Regions from separate parts of the Mus musculus genome. Here region 1 is linked to region 2. Evidence: chromatin contacts called from public promoter capture Hi-C data. All regions are on one chromosome and are shown on one strand. Each heading gives the region's core, a stretch centred on a gene start, on an enhancer-like site or on the middle of the called end of the contact. The rest is flanking DNA. Distances are from core to core; before and after follow the strand shown.

What was found. Promoter capture Hi-C pulls out the DNA fragments that hold promoters and counts their contacts.
Region 1: a contact with region 2 is called in a promoter capture Hi-C map of stem cell-derived epiblast-like cells, with 5 times the contacts expected there. The contact joins the promoter of Kbtbd12 here to the promoter of Gata2 in region 2. A contact is called at or near these places in 6 of 39 promoter capture datasets (embryonic stem cells, hematopoietic stem and progenitor cells, hippocampal neurons and 2 more), 1 of 484 Hi-C or Micro-C datasets (embryonic stem cells), 1 of 115 datasets of contacts at active chromatin or transcription factors (bone marrow-derived macrophages) and 2 of 9 other capture datasets (liver and macrophages).

What each region holds. Positions count from the first base shown.
Region 1 is chr6:88,624,735-88,631,003 of GRCm38.p6, forward strand. Kbtbd12 (kelch repeat and BTB (POZ) domain containing 12) reads right to left here and starts at 2,695. Exons shown (of 6, transcript NM_001278671.2): 1 at 2,663-2,695.
Region 2 is chr6:88,196,161-88,201,974 of GRCm38.p6, forward strand. Gata2 (GATA binding protein 2) reads left to right here and starts at 2,504. Exons shown (of 6, transcript NM_008090.5): 1 at 2,504-2,721; 2 at 3,357-3,629; 3 at 4,059-4,700. The coding sequence starts at 3,401. Gm38708 (a long non-coding RNA gene) reads right to left here and starts at 1,223. Exons shown (of 4, transcript XR_001785312.2): 1 at 458-1,223.

The DNA of each region.
Region 1 (6,269 bases), core at 1,445-3,944, 430 kb after region 2:
TGGTACAGGATTGGAGACATGGCTAAGCGGTTAAGAGCACTGACTGCTCTTCCAGAGGTTCTGAGTTCAAATCCCAGCAACCACATGGTGGCTCACAACCATCTGTAATGAGATCTGATGCCCTCTTCTGGTGTGTCTGAAGACAGCTATAGTGTACTTATGTATAAGTATAATAAACAAACAAACAAACAAACAAACAAATCTTTAAAAAATATTTGGTACAGTAAATAGGTTATAATTATGGTAAAAATGATCAACATCAAAGCTTTGGATTTTTATTTATAAAAAAGACCTGAAAAGCTGGACATAGTGGCACAGGTCTTTAATCCTAGTACTCTCTCTGAGTTCGAGACCATCCTGGTCTACAAAGTGAGCTCCAGGACTGCCAGGGCAGTAGTACAGAGAAACCCTGTCTCAAAAAGAAAAAACAAACAAATAAACAAACAAACCCAACAACCAACCAACCATCCAATCAAACAAAAACAGCTAAAGAGCAGAAAAGTAACAAGGACAGGGCTCCAAAAATCTAGTTTTCCCCAAATTGCCTTCAACAGACTTTTGTTAACAAACTAAGAAATATTAACAACTATGACATCAGAAAATAATGTCCCAGTTCTAATGTTTCCAGTTCCAAAGCGAAATGTTTTATTAAGAAAGCCTTTTTGTTTTGTTTTGTTTTGTTTTTCGAGACAGGGTTTCTCTGTACAGCCCTGGCTGTCCTGGAACTCATTCTGTAGACCAGGCTGGCCTTGAACTCAGAAATCTGCCTGCCTCTGTCTCCCAAGTGCTGGGATTAAAGGCGTGTGTCACCACACCTGGCTCCTCATTGTTTTTTATAGTGTCAAAGGGCTAACAATTCTAATGCGTACACGTAATACTCTGTGTTAGGAATACCCTCCTTCCCCGGTCCAGTTCTTCAGAATTCAGCGCAGATAACATTTTCTGAAGTAAAGGACTTCATGTTTTATTCACTTCTCTATTCCGTGTCTGTGTTGATACCTGGTATGGAAGAGTTGCTTGGTCTCCAGTCCAGGCCCCATCCTGCTTAGCCTCAGAGATCTGACAAGAGCAGGAGCGTTGGGGGAGGGGAGAGTCTATCCCCAAGCTATCCCAAAAGTGGTTGCTGTATCTCAGTTACGTTCTTCTAGCTGGGTTGTCTTGTCTGGTCCCAGTGGGAGAGGATGCGCCTAGCCTCACAAACTTGATATGTGTGTGTGTGTGTGTGTGTGTGTGTGTGTGTGTGTGTGTGTGATACCCAGGAGGGCCCCCACCTGCTCAGTGGATAAAAGGAGGAGGGAGGGGGGAAATATTGTGGGAGGGGTGACAGGGAGGGGAATGTAAAGTGAGTAAATTAAAAAAAAAAGAGTTTCTTGGTATGGTTGTTTGATCAAACTAATGCTTTGTTTAGTTCTACATCATTCCTAATAACCTTACCCTCCTATATCTGAATAAATATTTCTGAGGCAGGGTCTTTCTAGGTAGCCTTAGCTGGCCTCTGATTCACAGCAATCTTGCCTGCCTCTGTCTCCTGTGTGCTAGGATTAAAGGCATGTGTCACTATATCTGCCCTTCTCTCTTTGTGTTTTTACATGTATATGTTAGCTTTGGAGATTCTGATTTTGCTTAAACCATGCTTTAAGTTATTATCCTCTTGTCCAACTATAAATCCTTCCAGGAGACTTTCTTCCCTTTATTTGTGGCATTATGACATCTACTTTTGACCTCCACCCTCAAAGTTAATTCACAGTCATTATTTGCTCTCTGAGATAGAGGCCTCATTCCTGGGGAAGGGCCAGCTGAAGCAAACTTGAAACATTCCCGCATTTATAGAAAAAAAAAATGGCAACAATGGCTTATTTCCAAGTGACCTAAAAGCCAGCTGCAGCTTCTCAGTTGGCACATCTGCCCACCCGTGCTAAGCCCTAAGTGTCAGCCATTATTTATGGTGCCTTCCCTATTTCTCTTCTTGAGGGTGATTTTACAGCCATTTAAGTTTGTGACCCCTGGTTTATAACCTAACACTCTTACTGTATGTTGTTTCTGCCATCACCAGATTTCCCCAGTCCTACTTTTGCCAGCGCGGTAGGAAATGGCTGAACATGCATACCACCCTAATTACACTCAACTTTCCCCGCTGATGTCGTTTCCCTGATTTGTTTAATACGAACAAGTCACCCTCAGATGTACATAAGGCTTGCAATAATGAGTCACAGAGATGATAAAGACAAATAAGCTTTCTCTTCTTTTTCCTTTGGTGTGCTCGCAATGTTTTGCATTCACCCAGTTCCTTATACTTTTTCCGAGTGCTTTAATATGCATTATAGCTCATTAGTTCCTCTTAAGAATCATGTGGGGAAAATGCAAGGCAATTATATTCCTGGCTTTAAAGTTAAGAGAGTCGCCCAGGGATACATTCAGCGCTGATTGAATTTAAACGAACCGAACCCTGCTTTATTATGGGCTCCGGGAAGGCAGGAGAGCCCTTACCTCGATGGCATTTATAGTCTAGCGGGGTCGCAAAATAATCAGCCGGGTCATTTAGGGAAGGGAATTATCCTGGAGGTCTAGCAAATGGATTATGCCGCAGGGAGACCGGAGCGGCCGCTGACCCCACACCGGCCGGCCGACCGAGGGGGCGTCCCCTCTCTAGGCCCCTACTTACTCGCTGCTGCTCCGCCGCCATGGCGCCGTGACTAGGCACACGCGGGGTCGGGAGGGCGCGGCGGGGCAGGCCTGACTGACTACACTACCCGAAATGGGCCTGGGCTGACAAGCACTATAAATAGACCAAGCGAGGGGGGTGCAAGGGACAGGCGGCGTCCCAGCGAGGACGAGGAGGGCGCTGGCGGCCACCCAGAGGTAACAGGTGCTCGGCCTCCGCGCGGGAAGCGGCCGGGACACGCGCTGCAGTGTGCGCCTGCGCGGGGTCTTCCCGCGCCTGTTCCACACAGACCCCAGAGGTCCCTCACCGGCAAGTGCGCCTGCGCGGGGTCTTCCCGCGCCACACCGCGCGCTAGGGACAACGGTGTTCTGTCAGTCAAGAGCCCAAAAAGACACCTTTGAAAAGAGAATTTGGAAATCGGATCTTTTAAGGGGACACGTCTTTCATTTAATCTTTAAACGTTGCAAAGCTCACCCGAGGCTTCTGTGTGATCTTATTGAGTACGGCCTATGGTAGGGTTGCTGAAGAAAACACAGGAATCCAGTTAAATATACAATTCAGACATACAAGTGGTATTTCTTTTCTTTTTTTCGTATAATATGTTTCAGAGATCGCATGGCCAGTCCACATTTAGAAGCAACTCATTGTTTTGAAACCAAAAACAGGTTTTGGTTTCAATACAGAACATAGAATTCTGTATTTTTATTTATTACAGCTGGCAACTGAATTTCAGCACTCAGCTTCTGATGTGGGAGGGGGGATTTCCTGTAAGTGGAAAGTGTCCCCGAATCCTGAGAAAAGATTAATTCTGTTCTCAGGGTGCTCTCAGTGATGGGGAGCTAGTACCCCTCAGAATGTCATAGAGCATCATCTATTTTGTGATTAAAGACTCAGTATTAAGTCAGCTAGCTTAAAACGAGCCAGAATGGCTTTAGTGTAGTAATACACATTTGTGTGAGGGTTACAAGCTCTTGGGAGGAGGGGTCAAATGACCCTTTCACAGGGGTCACCTAAGACCCTTGGAAATATCACCACAACATGAGAGTCTGTATTAAAGGGTCACAGCATTAGGAAGGGTGAGGATCTCGATAGGTTAAAGTGAAGCTGTCAGTGGATGTGTATTTCTAGGAGAGAATCTGTCACCTGGTTGTTTCAGTTTCTAGAAACCGTTCTGATTCTTTTGTGTGTGATTCCTTTCTCTTAAAGTCAAGATCAAGCTAGAAGTGGTTGGACATACTTGTAATTCCAGCACCCAAGAAGTAAAGGCAGGGGAATCAGGAATTTAAGGGGCTGTCGGCTTCACTGGGAGTTCAAGGCTAGCTTGGGGCACATGAGACACTGTACAATAATACTCCGTTACTCCCTCCCCCAAAGCTTTGGGGGTCATAGAAATAAGTCTTTCTCAGGTTGGATCATTCTGGTGCACACTCATATTTTTCCTTTTAAAAAAATCTTTGTGGTAAAATATGTTTAACATAGATTTTACCACCTAGTCATTTTAAGTGTTCAATCTAGCATCACTAAATATATTTATATATCAATATATAAACTATAACTTACTATAGTTTGGATGTTGATTTTCCCCCAGAAGTTTGCATGTTGAACCGGTGAGTTCCAGAATGATGCTATTTGGAGGTGTTTGACCCTTAGGGCGGGAGACCTGATAAGTCCTTAGATTACTGGAGGGCATGCCTCTGATAGAGTCAACAGGAGCTCAGTTGGTTCTCTTCCTCTCCTACTTCAGTTTGCCTACTAGAGGTCCAAAACAATGGGCTCAGTTTGGAACCGTTCCTGCTTGAAAGAAAATCTTTCTTTTCTTTATAAGTTAATCATCTCAGATATTTCGTTATAGTAACTGGAAGCTGACTAATACAACTGCCATCACCACTTCCATTTCTATATTTTAAAATCATGACAGTCATTAGAAAGTAATGCCTCATTTTTCTTCTTTCCCAAATATCCAATCATCTCTAGACTATTTTCTGCTTGTATAAATTTACCTTTTATATACTTTACATAAGCAGAAACATATATTTGTCTTTTGTTACTAATTTATTGAATACTGCCCTTAAAGTTCATATATCATCTATGAAAATTTTCATGTTTTAAGACTCAATATTACTCTATGTATTTAATGTATGCATATTTAATTGGATTTTTCATTTTTGAGAGAACTCACTATGCATTCATGACTGTCCCCAGACTCATCATCCCCTGGCCTCAAGTCTCCCTTAGAACATTTTAATATTATTCTCACATATGTCAGTATCTTATAGTTCATGTTTTAGTTATTTGAGGAAATTTCTCTCCGTTTCTCACAGATCTACAGCTCCATTTAGAGCCATCTACAGTGATTTCTGTCCCTCCTTTTAGTTTTCTTTACAGGATGTCAGTGTGAAGCCAAGGAATCTTGTCTTGAAGCCTTCTTTAATTTTCTCACTGGTCATTTTAGTTTACCTTTTATATTTGTTTCAGGAGAAAGTGAGTTCTGTGAAAAATCAGAGCTTTGAGTCCAGGGGCCAATTTAGAGCCTTCATTTTATCCCTAGGTGACTTTAGTTGATTTAGAAATCTTGTTTGCCAAATGATGAGTGTTAATATTTAACAAACATCGATACATCAAACACTAAGGGCTCTGCAGCTTGAACTTGGTCCTTGGTTGGCCTCATGTGTGTATGTGTGTGTGTGTGTATGTCTTGTGTGTATGTTTGTGTGTGTGTCTATGTCTCTGTGTGTTTGTGTGTTTATTGAGTGTGCGTATATGTGTATGTATGTGGGGGTGTGTGAGTGTGTGTGTCTGTGTGTTTGTGTATGTATGTGTGTGTATGTGTGTGAGTGTGTATGTATGTGTGTGTGAATGTGTGTATGTGTGTGTATGTGTCTGTGTGTTTGTGTATGTCTGTGTGTGTGTTTGTGTGTGTGCATGTGTGTGAACACATGTACACAGGCAGCTTGAGGTGCAGGTGTGATAGTGGAACAGTTGCAATGTTTTCTCTCCTTCCCTTCTTTCTCTTCCTCCCTTCCTTCCTTTCTTCTTTCTTTTCTGTCCTTGTTGATTCTTGTCTAAAAAGCACAGAACATTCCCATCTGTGCCTGGCGTGTCGTGCTCTCCGTGCTTGGCCTTGTACTGTGGCAATGGGCAACACTCACTGCATACCTGCCCCCCTCCATGCTAGTCAGTTTTCTGTCACTTTAACAAATGCCCGAGAAAATCAGCTTATAAAGGAAAAGGGTTCATTTTGGTTCATAGTTTTATAGATTGCAGTTCATGATCAACTGGCCTCATTGCTACTGAGCCTGCAGAGAGAGGTACATTAGGGCAGAAGTACGTGAGTGCAATAAGAGTACTTGTTTTATGGTCTGGGAGTAGAAGAATGGCAGGAAGAGACCGAGGTCCTACAAATGACTTTGAGGACACACCCCTAGCGATCTGGAGACCTCATCCTAGGCCCTACCTCGTAAAGTCCCCATTGCCTTCTGATTGCAGCAAGCTTGGAGTGAAGCTTGAGCATATAAGCCTTGGAGAACATTCCAGATCTGAACTATGACACAGCAGCTGTGAAAGCACTCATACGCCAGGACCTCTGTCCTCTTCACCCCTGCAACAT
Region 2 (5,814 bases), core at 1,254-3,753:
GCATCAGACGCAGGGACTCCAACCTCAGCAGGGGCTCGGCCCAGCTGGCTGGTTGCTTGCAGTTTCCAGAAGGCAACCTTGGGTCCTCAAAGGACCTGGCAGGACCACCCTCCTCCTCTCCCATGCCCAGTCTGTGGGCAGGCTAGGCTGTTGCGGGTCTCCTGAGGCCCAGGCTCAAGCATAGCTTAACCACCCGGTTAAGCCCTTGTTGCATGGCGATTTTCTGAGCTGCCGAACGGAGTAATTAAATCCCCCTCTGTACTCCGCTCTGCGCCAGCACCGTGAGAAACCCCGGGCTCTCGTTTCGAGTGGGAACCCACCAAGCTTGGCCATTTTCACCTCTATGACAGGCAGGACGCTGCCCGGTCCGCAATGTGGCATGGAAAAGACAACCCCCATCTCGTTCAAACAGGGAGATAATTTTAATTGCGACTTTGGGAGAAAAGAGGGAAATTACCTGCTCCGGGCGAGGGGGAGGGTATCTGCTCGGAGACCCCCGCCTTGACAGCCGCCGCGCCGACTCGGTCAGGGCAGTTTCCTCTGCGCACCGCGTTCTCCTCCTAGAACTCTGCAGGGCCATGGAATTCGGCCGCATGGGGTACCGTTGTCGAAAATGGGGTTATCGCCGGCTTTGAGAGGCCTTTAGAATCTCCTGCTAGGTTCCAGGGACATAGAACAATCTGGAAACTCCACGACGATTTCGCCTTGCTCGTTAATGGAGAATCATGGGCTAAAGGCTGGGAGAAGCCGAGAAAGCCTTCCCGAAAGCGGGTCCTAAGTGAACCGCGCAGTGGGAGCGCGAATCTGGCTGGCACTGAGACCACCCACCTGCCCAGCCGACCCCGAGGCACTGCGGTCTCGCGCCCCTCTAGCCCCTGGATCCCTCTTGCTAGACCTCCCGCCTCGGCTGGGCGCGGACTCCCGAGCCTCCTGGGCCCCTGATGGCTCTGGAGCACAGAGGCGCGGGGAATACAGCGGACAGCAGGACCCCCCCCCCCCCGCGCCAGGGAGCAAGAGGCGCGGGTTTCCGGTCCAGTGGAGTTCTGCACCCCGGGCCCCAGGCCTTTACCTGTTCCAGGGCCTCGGACAGACAGATGGACGCCAGCCGCAGAGGCCAGAGGAGGCCCTGCCGTGCGCGCGCCCCCTCAGCGCTGTCCGCAGAGGACCTGGGAGGGGGTGACGGGGGCGCGCCCGAGAAGCTGAGCCCTCCTGGCTGGGCGCCCCCCGAGCCGAGGGGACCGAGGGCTTTCCACCCTCCTTGGATTATTAAAAAGTTCATTTCCTGGCGAATCGGGTGACGTCAGGGGCCCGGCGTCGCGGTGGCGGGGCCGCCGGGCCGGAGAAGCCGCCTCCAGTTACCCAATTACGGACTGTCAATCCTGCCGCCCCTCCCCCATCCTTGGGGGCGGCGGGGACCCCAGCCTTTCCCCAGCTCGGGACCAACCTGGGACTCCTCTGGAATTATTCTTTAGGGGTTTCGGTCCCTGCAAAGATAGAGGAGCTATGTGGAGGGCTCCAAGCTTGGCCAATCCATCGCACCTGTCTAGATTCCCCTAAAAGTCTTGGACTCACAAGCTTCTTTCTGGACTCTTGGAGTTTAGGTCTCCCATCTATAGCCAGGGAGGGAGCTAGGTTTGTATACTCGCCACTGAACTCACTTGTCTCTCCAGAATGGAGGTGTTGTGGAGAAAAACTCCAGGTGACTTTGGGGAAAAAGTGCTCACAACATTGCTTCCCTCTCCCTAAAGACCGTCTCGGGGACCCTTAGAAAGAAAAAATATATATGGTTAATACCCCGGGAGTCTCCCTTCAGCCGACTCTGGCGCCAGTTTCCCGCTCCACGGCCTCGCCCCAGGCAGTTCAGCCTGGTGGTCTACTAAGGCCCCGCCCGGAGCCCTTCCCCCTCCCTGGGCCACTGGCTTGACCGCGACCATTATTGGTCTAGCACAGCCTCAAGTGTCTTAGTGCTCAAAGTTCGGGTGCCCTAGAGAAGTCCACAATCCCTAGACTCATGTTGTCCAGCGGATCCTACCAGCCTCTTGCACAGCTATCCCTGATAGAAGGACAGAGAGTTTGGGGAGTCAGTTGGATTTGGGCTGGCCGTCGTCCGTAGCAGTGGAGGTGGGGCTCCGCCCGAGAGTAGAAAGCTGTGGTCCCAGCAGAGAGATACCCAGAAGGTGCACGTCTCGGCTCCTGGGAAGTCAGGGACCCTATTCGTGCCTAGTTGCTGGGAGGGCAGAGGTTGGAAGACCTGAGCGTCTGCCGGAGGGGTGCAGGGTCTGCCCACGGCGAAGGTCCCCTGGGGGGGGGGGGCGTTGGCATCAGAGGCCGCAGAGAGGGCGCTGGTAGGGGGCCAGGCAGCCTAGGAGGCCAGCTTGCGGGTCATTCCCGAAGTCCAGCGGCCAAAGCGGCGGGAGCAGCCAATGGGGGGGCGGAGGCTGGGCGGCGCGCGGCGCTGATTGGCTGGCGCCGGCTTCATAGGCGTGCGCGGCCCCCGCTTCACGTCTGTGCAGGAGTCGGCAGCTGGCGCCAGGGCGGCCGGAGGATGCAGAGGGGCCGGAGCCGGGCGGGCCGGAGGCCGAGACGCGCGCTGTCCCCCACCCCTATCCCGTGAATCCGCCGGCCCTGGAACGCGCTGTCGCTGGGCCCGCCGTACCCGGGCTCTCCTGGTGTCTCTTACTCTCTACTGCTGAGCCCTCCCCTTCCCGCGCCGCTGCGAGTGTAAGTTTGAGGTTCAGGGGGCTTGTGGACATTCCTAGGTTGGAGGGATCTCTGTGGAGCTCAGACCAGGATCTCCTGTGGGCGATTACGTTCTTATGCTTTGGGGAGAGGTTGGCTGACTGCTAGAGAGTGCATTGGGGACCGGCTCGCAGCCCCAGGAACTGCGGGTGCGTTTTTTGGGGTGGCCCGGGGTGTTGGGGGTTAGTTTGTGTATATATTGTCAAAGTGTTACGGGGGCGTGGGAGAGCGTGTGCCCCAGAGTGGATGTCTAGGCAACTGTCTCTAACTTTTAGTCAGAGTTTATGTGTTTGTGTGCCCAGAGGACAGGGGCACGGTGTGAGAACCTGATTTCAGTTCCGCGTGCGTTTTGGGGGGGTCACCGATGTCAGGACCTATCCGTGTGTGTGACCTCGTGTATGTGGAGTTGCGTCTGTGGGAACGCGAGTTTCCCTGCAAGTGTATGAGGCTGAACCCCTTCCTTCACCTTCCTTTCGTTTTAAACCTTGCGCTTTCCTTCCACCCGGGACTGGTCCTCAGTGAAGCTCCGATGGAACGTCTTTGCTCTCAAGACACAGACTTTGGGAATGGGGGTGTCAGAAGGCGGCAGTGTCCTTCACATTCCCTCTGTTATCCAGGGCCGCCCCACCTTCGCCTGGTTCCCAAGACACAGTAGTGGACCATGGAGGTGGCGCCTGAGCAGCCTCGCTGGATGGCGCACCCCGCCGTATTGAATGCGCAGCACCCCGACTCGCACCATCCGGGCCTGGCGCATAACTACATGGAGCCAGCACAGCTGCTGCCTCCCGACGAGGTGGATGTCTTCTTCAACCATCTCGACTCGCAGGGCAACCCTTACTACGCCAACCCGGCCCACGCGCGCGCGCGCGTTTCCTACAGCCCGGCGCATGGTGAGCTTTGGCCCCCGAGGTTTCTGGAAGCCTGGCGCCCGGGCCAGGCCTTGGAGGGGGGACGGCCTGTTGCTGCTTCCCGGATGTGGGATCCACAGGAATCTGAGCAGCTGCGAAATCGGGCCTAAGAAGATGGAGGCAGGGACTTCTTAGGGAGGGTCTGGGACCTGTAGGGTTTCGGTCCATTTCCAAGTGTCTTGGCGGGGGTGGGGGTGGGGGAATCCTTCTGGGCCCTGTCCGGTGGGGCTGCTGTGTCACTTGTCCTTCGGCCTTTCACTGACATTGCTGATGATTACAGGCTGAGGTGTTACGTTTCTGATGTTTTAAAGGGTGGGGCTGCTGATGGTAGTTCGCTGAGTTGTGATCCTGTGTGCCCGGGTCATGGCTCTGAAGCCCCTGGTCATCCTCACCCCCTTTCCCTCTGCACAGCCCGTCTCACCGGAGGCCAGATGTGCCGACCACACTTGTTGCACAGCCCAGGCTTGCCGTGGCTGGACGGGGGCAAAGCAGCTCTCTCTGCCGCCGCTGCCCATCACCACAGTCCCTGGACCGTCAGCCCGTTCTCCAAGACCCCGCTGCACCCCTCAGCTGCTGGAGCACCCGGAGGGCCTCTGTCTGTTTACCCAGGGGCTGCGGGTGGGAGCGGGGGAGGCAGTGGGAGCTCCGTGGCCTCCCTCACCCCCACTGCAGCCCACTCGGGCTCCCATCTCTTCGGCTTCCCACCCACGCCACCCAAAGAAGTGTCTCCAGACCCCAGCACAACAGGAGCTGCTTCCCCGGCCTCTTCTTCTGCAGGGGGTAGTGTAGCCCGGGGTGAGGACAAGGATGGCGTCAAGTACCAAGTGTCACTCTCCGAGAGCATGAAGATGGAAGGCGGCAGTCCCCTGCGCCCGGGCCTAGCTACCATGGGCACCCAGCCTGCAACACACCACCCGATACCCACCTATCCCTCCTATGTGCCCGCCGCAGCTCATGACTATGGCAGCAGTCTCTTCCATCCAGGAGGCTTCCTGGGTGGCCCCGCCTCCAGCTTCACCCCTAAGCAGAGAAGCAAGGCTCGCTCCTGCTCAGGTAAAGGCAGGTGTGGGACTTCAGGGCCTGTGGGTGTGGTGTGCCTCTGTAAAAGGGGTCCGTGGTCTGATAGAGGGGCCATGCTAGGGCGCCTGATTTAAGAATGGGTGGTGGTCATCTCTGATAGTCCACAGGCATTTGAAGTTCCCTGTGGGGAGGAAGAAACCCCTAAAACTTTCATCCTGCCGTTAAGTGCTCCTAGGAACCCCCATGTTCAGCTCCTCTCCGCACCCCTCCTCATGGCCTCCTCTCCAAGGTTGACAAGTATCAGCTAAAACACAGAATGAGGTTCCCTGTCTCCCTCCCCAAACGTTCAGCTGAGACCGAGCAGCCTCGTGACTGGGCGTGGGGGAGAATGGAGGCTGTAGGTGAGGGAAGGAGTCAGTGTGTACTTATGTGTACGTGTGTCTGTGAGCGTGTGTGCATGCCGTGGGCACTGCAGAGATCTAGGCCCTAGAGGAATCTGGTTCTCCAACTCTGCTAGTCCAGTTTTAGGATTGCAGCGGCTCCAGATCTCCTTGGAGATTTCCCCAAAGCAAAATTCCCAAGGCCTGCTTGCATCCTAGTGACCCTGATCCCTCTCCCTGGGGGTAGGAGTGAGAACCTGTGCGGGTGCCTGCACCCCTTTGCCAGCTGCAGCTGGATCCAGCTAGGTTTGTCCAGCCATATGGCCCTCAGGCAATAACCCGTGGCTCCGAGGCTCCTTCCCATAGCTTTTAGCAAGGGAGGGGGGAAGGCTTCCTCCAAAGTTTATTTCTGAGTTGAAGAACCAACTTCTCATAGGTGACTTAGTTCCAACTAGATCAGGAAGAATTTCCATGGTACTGAGCTACTAAGCCCTCGCTCCGCTGAACTCCAGCCCCAACTTGACTCTTGTCTCCTGCTCTACTAAGACCAGAGACTTTGCCCTTTTTTGCAAAGTCTTGGCCTGTTTGTAGCCCTCTCTTCCGTGTTTGTTTTGTATTCTATTTAAGCTCCAGATGGCCAAAAACAACAACAGAAAATAAGGCCACCTAGCCTAAAGTGAAAGAACTTATTTATTTCATTTTAGAAACAACTTTGATCATTGAATTCTAGGAGTTTGGCTGAAAGGGAGCCCAACTGGAGGAAGAGA